Linked DNA regions of Pan troglodytes: region 2 is linked to region 1. A link is a contact called in public Hi-C data. All regions are on one chromosome and are shown on one strand. The core of a region is the stretch at or near the end of the contact, and the rest is flanking DNA. Distances in the headings are between cores, read along the strand shown. Region 1 holds the start of HPS3 (HPS3 biogenesis of lysosomal organelles complex 2 subunit 1). Region 2 has its middle 6.3 kb from the start of TM4SF18.

Evidence for each region. A called contact is a pair of places that touch in the nucleus more often than the background predicts.
Region 2: a Hi-C map of induced pluripotent stem cells shows a contact between it and region 1, with 1.8 times the contacts expected there. The contact joins the enhancer-like site here to the promoter of HPS3 in region 1. A contact is called at or near these places in 2 of 7 Hi-C or Micro-C datasets (induced pluripotent stem cells and stem cell-derived neural progenitor cells).

The regions. Positions count from the first base shown.
Region 1 is chr2:152,317,984-152,321,368 of NHGRI_mPanTro3-v2.0_pri, forward strand. HPS3 (HPS3 biogenesis of lysosomal organelles complex 2 subunit 1) reads left to right here and starts at 1,590. Exons shown (of 17, transcript XR_001713713.3): 1 at 1,590-1,931.
Region 2 is chr2:152,528,278-152,531,730 of NHGRI_mPanTro3-v2.0_pri, forward strand. No RefSeq gene overlaps it. Among named protein-coding and RNA genes, the nearest start is that of TM4SF18, 6.3 kb to the left of the region's middle. Within about 2 kb of position 1,539, at least 3 of the 24 cell types and tissues checked have an H3K27ac peak or open chromatin away from gene starts, as enhancers often do. A contact at or near this core is called in induced pluripotent stem cells and stem cell-derived neural progenitor cells, where this site is marked.

The sequences.
Region 1 (3,385 bases), core at 340-2,839:
CTTCTAGCCTCCAGACCTGTGAAAATGAAATATCTATTGTGTAAGCCACCCAGTCTGTGGTATTTTGTTATGGCAGCCCTTGCAAACAAATGCAACCTCCCGCAAGGAATTGATGGTGTGCCATTGCTGCCCCTGCATTCGTAACAGGAATACAAGTGGGCAGCTCCTGCTCACAGCTCCTGACAAACGTGGAAACCAGACACATGCCCCACCTTCCCTTGGGTAGCATGTCTCTTCCCAAAGAATCTTAGATGAGTCAGGTGCAGTGACTACAGCAAGGAAGAAGACACTATCTCTAGGAAGGAATGGGGTTCCAGGTTTTGAGCAAATCTCACTTCTTTCTCCAAAACAGACATTCTTTTTATGCAGGTGAAATTACACTAAAGTTAATATCAGTCTTCATTAGGAGAAAATTGAATTAGGATAATTAAGTCTTGAAGAAGAAAATTAAGCCAAAAAGAATAATATGGCAGATACTTGTGGAAAGGAATCTTTTTTACTATTGATTTTGATATTTGCTCTTAAGTTTTGTATCTACAACAAATAACTTGTGGACTATTAGTCTGGTTGTTTTCCATAGGAGTCTTCTGTGATTTTTTGCAGCCCTAGTTCCTGACCTGAGCTACCTCCATGTTTACTTCTGACTCACTGAGTTTGACGAACCTGTTGTTTCCCATTACTTAGAGGTACTTTATTCATCTGAAGGGCCTAGGAAAGGGAGGCAAGTTTAACTTCAATCCAATTGCATCTAATTTACAAATTCTGAACTGGAAACTGACTGAAGAAAATGTTGCACTTTCATTTATGTCCCTGTGTGCCTAAATAAAACAGCATCCCTCAATCCATGCTAACACATATATTTTCTAGGTGAACTGGACAAAGTTATACTACTTGTTTTATCTAAATCTGATTTTTTTAGAAAAGGGAAAGTGTTGCGATCGTGAACTCCACGTTGAGATGTCAGGAATAGATAATTTACTGCATAGTTTTAGGAGCACTGGACTGAAAGCCAGGGGATTTCCCTCCTAGTTCTTCTATCCTCTGGGGTTCAAACTAGTCTTCTGTCAAATGCCTACAAGATGAAGTCCATGGATTCTTTCATTCAACAAATATCTTTTTGCCAAGCACGTTCAAGGCTTTGCTCTTTCCAGCTGAACTATTCTAGAATTTCCATTATTTTAAAGCAACTCTTCAGAGTGTTTAGCCCCGAATTGCACCCCATTTCAGTTTTTGCAACCCCATCCTCCAGAAGCTCAGGGACTACTGAAGAGACATGAATAACGCTCCTCAAAGTAACTACAAAATGTTACAAGATAGATGATGAATTGTCAGAACGTACTCAAAAGCCAAAACATACCGCCTGGTCCGAAGCAGTAAAAGACGAAAGGCAGGGACCCAGCGGTCCCCGCACCCACCGGCCACTGAGCGTAGAGCAGTGGCAAGCTCGCGCGGCGGAGTGGGAGGCGCAGAGACCGAAAGCACTGCAGCGCGAGAGCGCGGGCTGACCAGGCTGGCGTGACCGCTTTCCCGACGCCTGCCACCCCCCGCGGCGGCCTCTTTAAGTAGCGGAGCCGCGGGCGGGGCCGGCTGGCGTTCACGTGACCCGGCGTCACTGGCTCGCTCGCGGAAGTAGTCCTACATTCGCGGTCAGCGAGGGGTCTCCGGGCGCCCTGCAGGGCGGGCAGGCTGTGCCATCCCGCAGCCGGACGTCGGGATGGTGCAGCTGTACAACCTGCACCCGTTCGGGTCGCAGCAGGTGGTGCCCTGCAAGCTGGAGCCGGACCGGTTCTGTGGCGGGGGGCGTGACGCGCTTTTCGTGGCGGCGGGCTGCAAGGTGGAGGCGTTCGCGGTGGCCGGCCAGGAGCTGTGCCAGCCGCGGTGCGCCTTCTCCACGCTGGGCCGGGTGTTGCGCCTGGCCTACAGCGAGGCTGGTGAGTAATCTGGAGAGCCAGGGGCCGCCTGGGGTCCAGCTTGAGGCCTCCTAGCTAGCAGACCGAACGTCTGGGCTGTAGCTCTAGCTAGGGATGGGACTTCTTGCTTCCCGGAATTTGCCGGATGGTCTCCCTGGGTCTGGCCGCTGATTGCTTGAAGTCGCATTGAGCTATGCGGTTGTCGCGGCAAGCATAGGTATGAGCTTGCTTCTGTCGGGGCGGAGACGCTGACATCTCTTCGTCTTGGTTTTCTGCAGAAAGGCCTCTGGCTGGATTCCACTCATCTCGGATACTTAAGCAAACAACAACAAAAAACTCTTTAGTGCCTCAGATTTCAAAGACTTACCAAAAAAACAAGTAGGAATAAGGAGACTAGTACTGTATCCTGGAACCTCCAAGTACTCCCAGCTTTAACAATTATTCCAGCTCTTGGCAGTTCTTTCACATCTGTACCTCCATCCACTTCCGGTCGGTTTTTGAAAGTTCACATTATGTGTTGATTTTTAAATGTGTGTAAGTAGAACTCAGACTGCCCCCCTCCCTTCTCTTAAACATCTGTGGCCGGGCGCAGTGGCTCACGCCTGTAATCCCAACACTTTGGGAGACTGAGGCAGGCGGATCACGAGGTTAGGAGTTCGAGACCAGTCCGGTCATTTTATTGAAACCCCGTCTGTACTGAAAATACAAAAATTAGCCGGACGTGGTGGTGGGCGCCTGTAGTCTCAGCTACTTGGGAGGCTGAGGCAGGAGAATCGCTTGAACTGGGGAGGCGGAGATTGCCCCATTGCACTCCAGTTTAGGCGACAGAGTGAGACTCCGTCCCAAAACAAACAAAAACAAACAGTTGTAAGAGCAGCCGTTACTCTTTCACACCAGAAATGTGAAGCAATACCAAGGAAATACTGTGTGGGTGAATCCTATTTTAGAAAAATCCAACATTTAAAACTAGATCCCTTTTAGATTACAGAAGAATTTACCATATAATTCCTTTAATACACTTACCTTCGATTCATACTTTACAAGATGGGTGTAAAGTTCAGTATTTACGGTGCAAAAGCTGGTGGCTATGGTATTAATGAAGTGGAGAACTTGAACCTGGAAGATTGGAGATCTGTCTATAATCCCTACCCCGCAGCTGGTTCGGTGTGAGTTTATAGAAACCTTGGGGTCTGAGTTTATGTTAAAAAAAAAAAAAAAAAGTTGAATAAATAGATCAGTGATATCCAGACCCTGGGGTTTCGTGGCTCAATTAAAAACTGTGGGGTTACCATACATAGTATCTGACTGCTTATTTTGTCAAGTAAAGACATATACAGGCATACCTTGTTTTTTTTGCATTTCACTTTGTTGTACTTTGCCGATACTGCGTGGTTTTTTTTCCCCAATTGAAAGTTTGTGGCAACTCTGTGTGGAGCAAATCTACCGGTTCCATTTTTCACACTGCATGTGCTCAC
Region 2 (3,453 bases), core at 289-2,788, 210 kb after region 1:
AGTCAGGGTCTCCTTCCAATTAACTATGATAAATTGACATCTATTGAGTATCTTCTATGTGGAGGCGCTGTGCTAGAAGTTTTCACATGCATGAAAAACAAAAAGCCGAAAAATGAATTCTTACAATAACACTAAGGTAAAGGCATTATTAACCCTATTTTGCATGTATAAAAAAATGGATGTAAGAAAAAAACCGTCCTTTTTACTTTATTGTTATTTAAAAAATAATTTTGACTTTTATTTTAGATTCAGAAGGTACATGTGCAGGTTTTTTACATGGGTATGTTGCAGGATGCTGAAGTTTTGGACCATTAGGCCCCAAACCCATCACGCAGGTAGTGAGTATAGTACTCAATAGGTAGTTTTAAAGTCCATCCTTTCCTCCTTCTTCACTCTGGTGGTCCCCAGTGTCTATTATTGCTATCTTTATGTCCATGAGTGCCTAATACTTAGTTTCCACTTATAAGTGAGAACATGAGGCATTTGGTTTTCTGTTCCTGCATTAATTCACTTAGAATAATGGCCTCCAGATGCATCCATGTTGCCACAAACAACATGATTTCATTCCTTTTTATGGCTGCCTAGTATTCCATGGTGTATATCTACCACACTTTCTTTATCCTATCTACCACTGATGGGCACCTAGGTTGATTGTATGTCTTTGCTATTGTGAATGGTGCTGTGATAAGCATACGTGGGTCTTTTGGGTAGAACATGGATTTTTCTACAAAAGAAATTTAAAAACTTGCTCAGAAACTAGAAGTTAAGTCTGACTTTCACATTCTTTATGCTATTCCACCATGTTCACCCTTGCCTGATAACATTGTTGTGCATTACCCCTCTCTTCTTCATTGTAAATTGGTTTCAAATTTGGAGGTTCTAATTCCTTGGTAGTAGCTTCCTACAGTGCTATTTTGAAGGCACACTGGTTTCGGTGGGAGAGATATACAGATCAGCTAGATAGATTAGTGGTGTCTGCAGTGGAGATGGGGTCAGAGAAGAACAACATGCATGGCTAGTATTCCCTAGTCTTTGTCCAGCCCCAAACGATGATGTCTCTACTGATGGTATCATGTCACAGGTTGTTATGAAGACTTGGTGAGGAAGTACATGATCAATTGTTATTTGGAAGATGGTTCCAGAAGAATGACAGAAGTGAATGAAGAGGATATTCCTGGCTGGAAAACTTGATAAAATTGTTGAAAAGGGAGTTGAGTAATTTCTTTGTCCTTGGTTACCCTATTAGTGAAAACAGCTAATGAAGTCTCCCCAGATAACTCAACATTTTACTTAATTTCATCTCTAAGAAAACACTTTTAACCTGCCTCTGGAAAAAATATGTTTGCTCATAAATAACATTCTTGAAGCCATTTGCCTCCGGTAAACTCTCAAATTTTTTTGCCAAAGAATTCTTACTAAATCAGGATTTTCTTGCTGGTCCTCCAGTAACTGGGAGGAGCCACTGGGATGCCGTGCTTGTTGGCTGCTTCTGGCCTTGGCTTCCTGTTCTCCACAGCAGAGCTGAGGAAATCCGCAGGATGCCTGCTACCAGGGGACAGGGTGACTCAGGAGGAAAGACTCCACCTAAAATAGTCGTGGTATGCAGTCTCTGAGTCACTTCACTTTGAAATCAGTTAATATAAGATCCTGGAATTAGCCCCACAGGTGACGGGAAGTGGGGAAGAAGGAAATATCTGAAAAAAAGTTTATCCAAAAGAGAAATTGTCCATGAATATGACTTTTTAACAGCAGAAAAGGCTAATATTCAGGGAGAAATTTCACCTTGAGAGTTTAAAGTAGATAAACTGTGATTTCTTCCATGGAGCATGGGCATAAAGCACTGGTCTGGGTCCAATTTAGGGACCCACTGGGAATGAATGTTTGCTTAAAAACACATTAGACAAGCAGCAGCAGGGCAGCTGTGGAAACAGAAGTGTGCTGTTTTGATGCAGTTTTCCTGAATGTTGTGTTTATAATCCTTTCTCTAGAATTATCTGGCCAAAATGTCCATAGTGCCAATAAATTCCAGGTTTATCTCTAACTAATGATAAACATTAAGTTCTTTCCCTACTGAGACAGGGAGAAGAGTATTCCTGTTTCTATTCAAAGTTCCCCAAAGCAGCTTTCTGTATTTGAAATGTCCTCTCAGACCATTGTTGAACCTCCCTTTACTCCCTTCTGACTGGCTCCCAGCCTCCTAGAATTAATTTATTTATTCAAGCTCTTCATAGTAGGGGAGGAAGGAACTGTATTCAGTCATTTATTCTTAAAACGTGTATTGAACATTTACATGATGACACATGATGACTGAGGCAAAAAACACCCATTCCTTCAAAATGCTCAGAGTCTAGTTGAGGAAATAAAAAAGTTAAACAACAAATTTGTAATACAAAATGTTGAATATCCAGTAGATTTAACCATAGGCTTTTTGAAAGACACAGGAACCTTGAATGGAGCTGGAGTTCAAGTGAGATTTCTTGGAAGTCTGGAGGACAAAACTGAGTCTTCAAGGTTAAGATGCAAGTATCTAGGTAAACTGAGCCTCAATCAAAGCTAAATGTTGCCAGGTGTGGTGGCTCATTCCTGTAATCTCAACACTTCGGGAGACTGAGGCAGGAGGATCACTTGAGCCCAGGAGTTAGAGACCAGCCTGAACAACATAGCGAGACCTCGTCTCTGCATAAAATTTTTTAAAAATTAGCCAGGCGTGGTGGCACATGTCTGTAGTCCCAACTATTTGGGAGGCTGAGGTGAGAAGATCGCTTGAGCCTGGGAGAATGAGGCTGCAGTGAGCCATGATTGTGCCACTGTATTTCAACCAGGGTGACAGAGTGAGATCCTGTTACAAAAAAAAAAAAAGCTAGATATTCACTGGTAGATAAATGCAGTGTGAAGCTTGATTGGATATTGGTTTGGCAAAACATGGTGAGACACATTTTGGGGATGATTGGAAAAATACGAATGTATGAATGTAGACCGTATTAGACAATATTAGAAGGTTGTTATTAACTTGGATGTAATGATGGTGTTATGAAGGAGTTGCTCTAAATTTTTGGAGATGCATATGTCTTCCTCCCTGAAATGGTTTAGCAAAAGAATAAGGAGAAGGAGGAGGAAGAGGAGGAGAAGAAGAATGGTAGATAGATAAATGAAGCAAATGTGACAAAATATTAACAATTGTTGGACTTAAATCTGAACGTTCATTGTACTAGTTTTTCCACTTTCCTGAAATTTTTGTAAAAAGTAGTTGCAAAAGAATACCCTAGTAGACACTCAGTTACATGCTCAGACTCTAGAATTGTGAGAAATAAATTTTTGTTGTTTGTAAATTAGTGGGTTTGAAGTATTTCATTATAGCAACTTGAGTGGAGGCAGAGGCTAATTTGGCACAAATATTAACTTTAAATGTGTATAACTTTAAAAAGTGTGTAAAGGATTCTCAATAAAAAATTT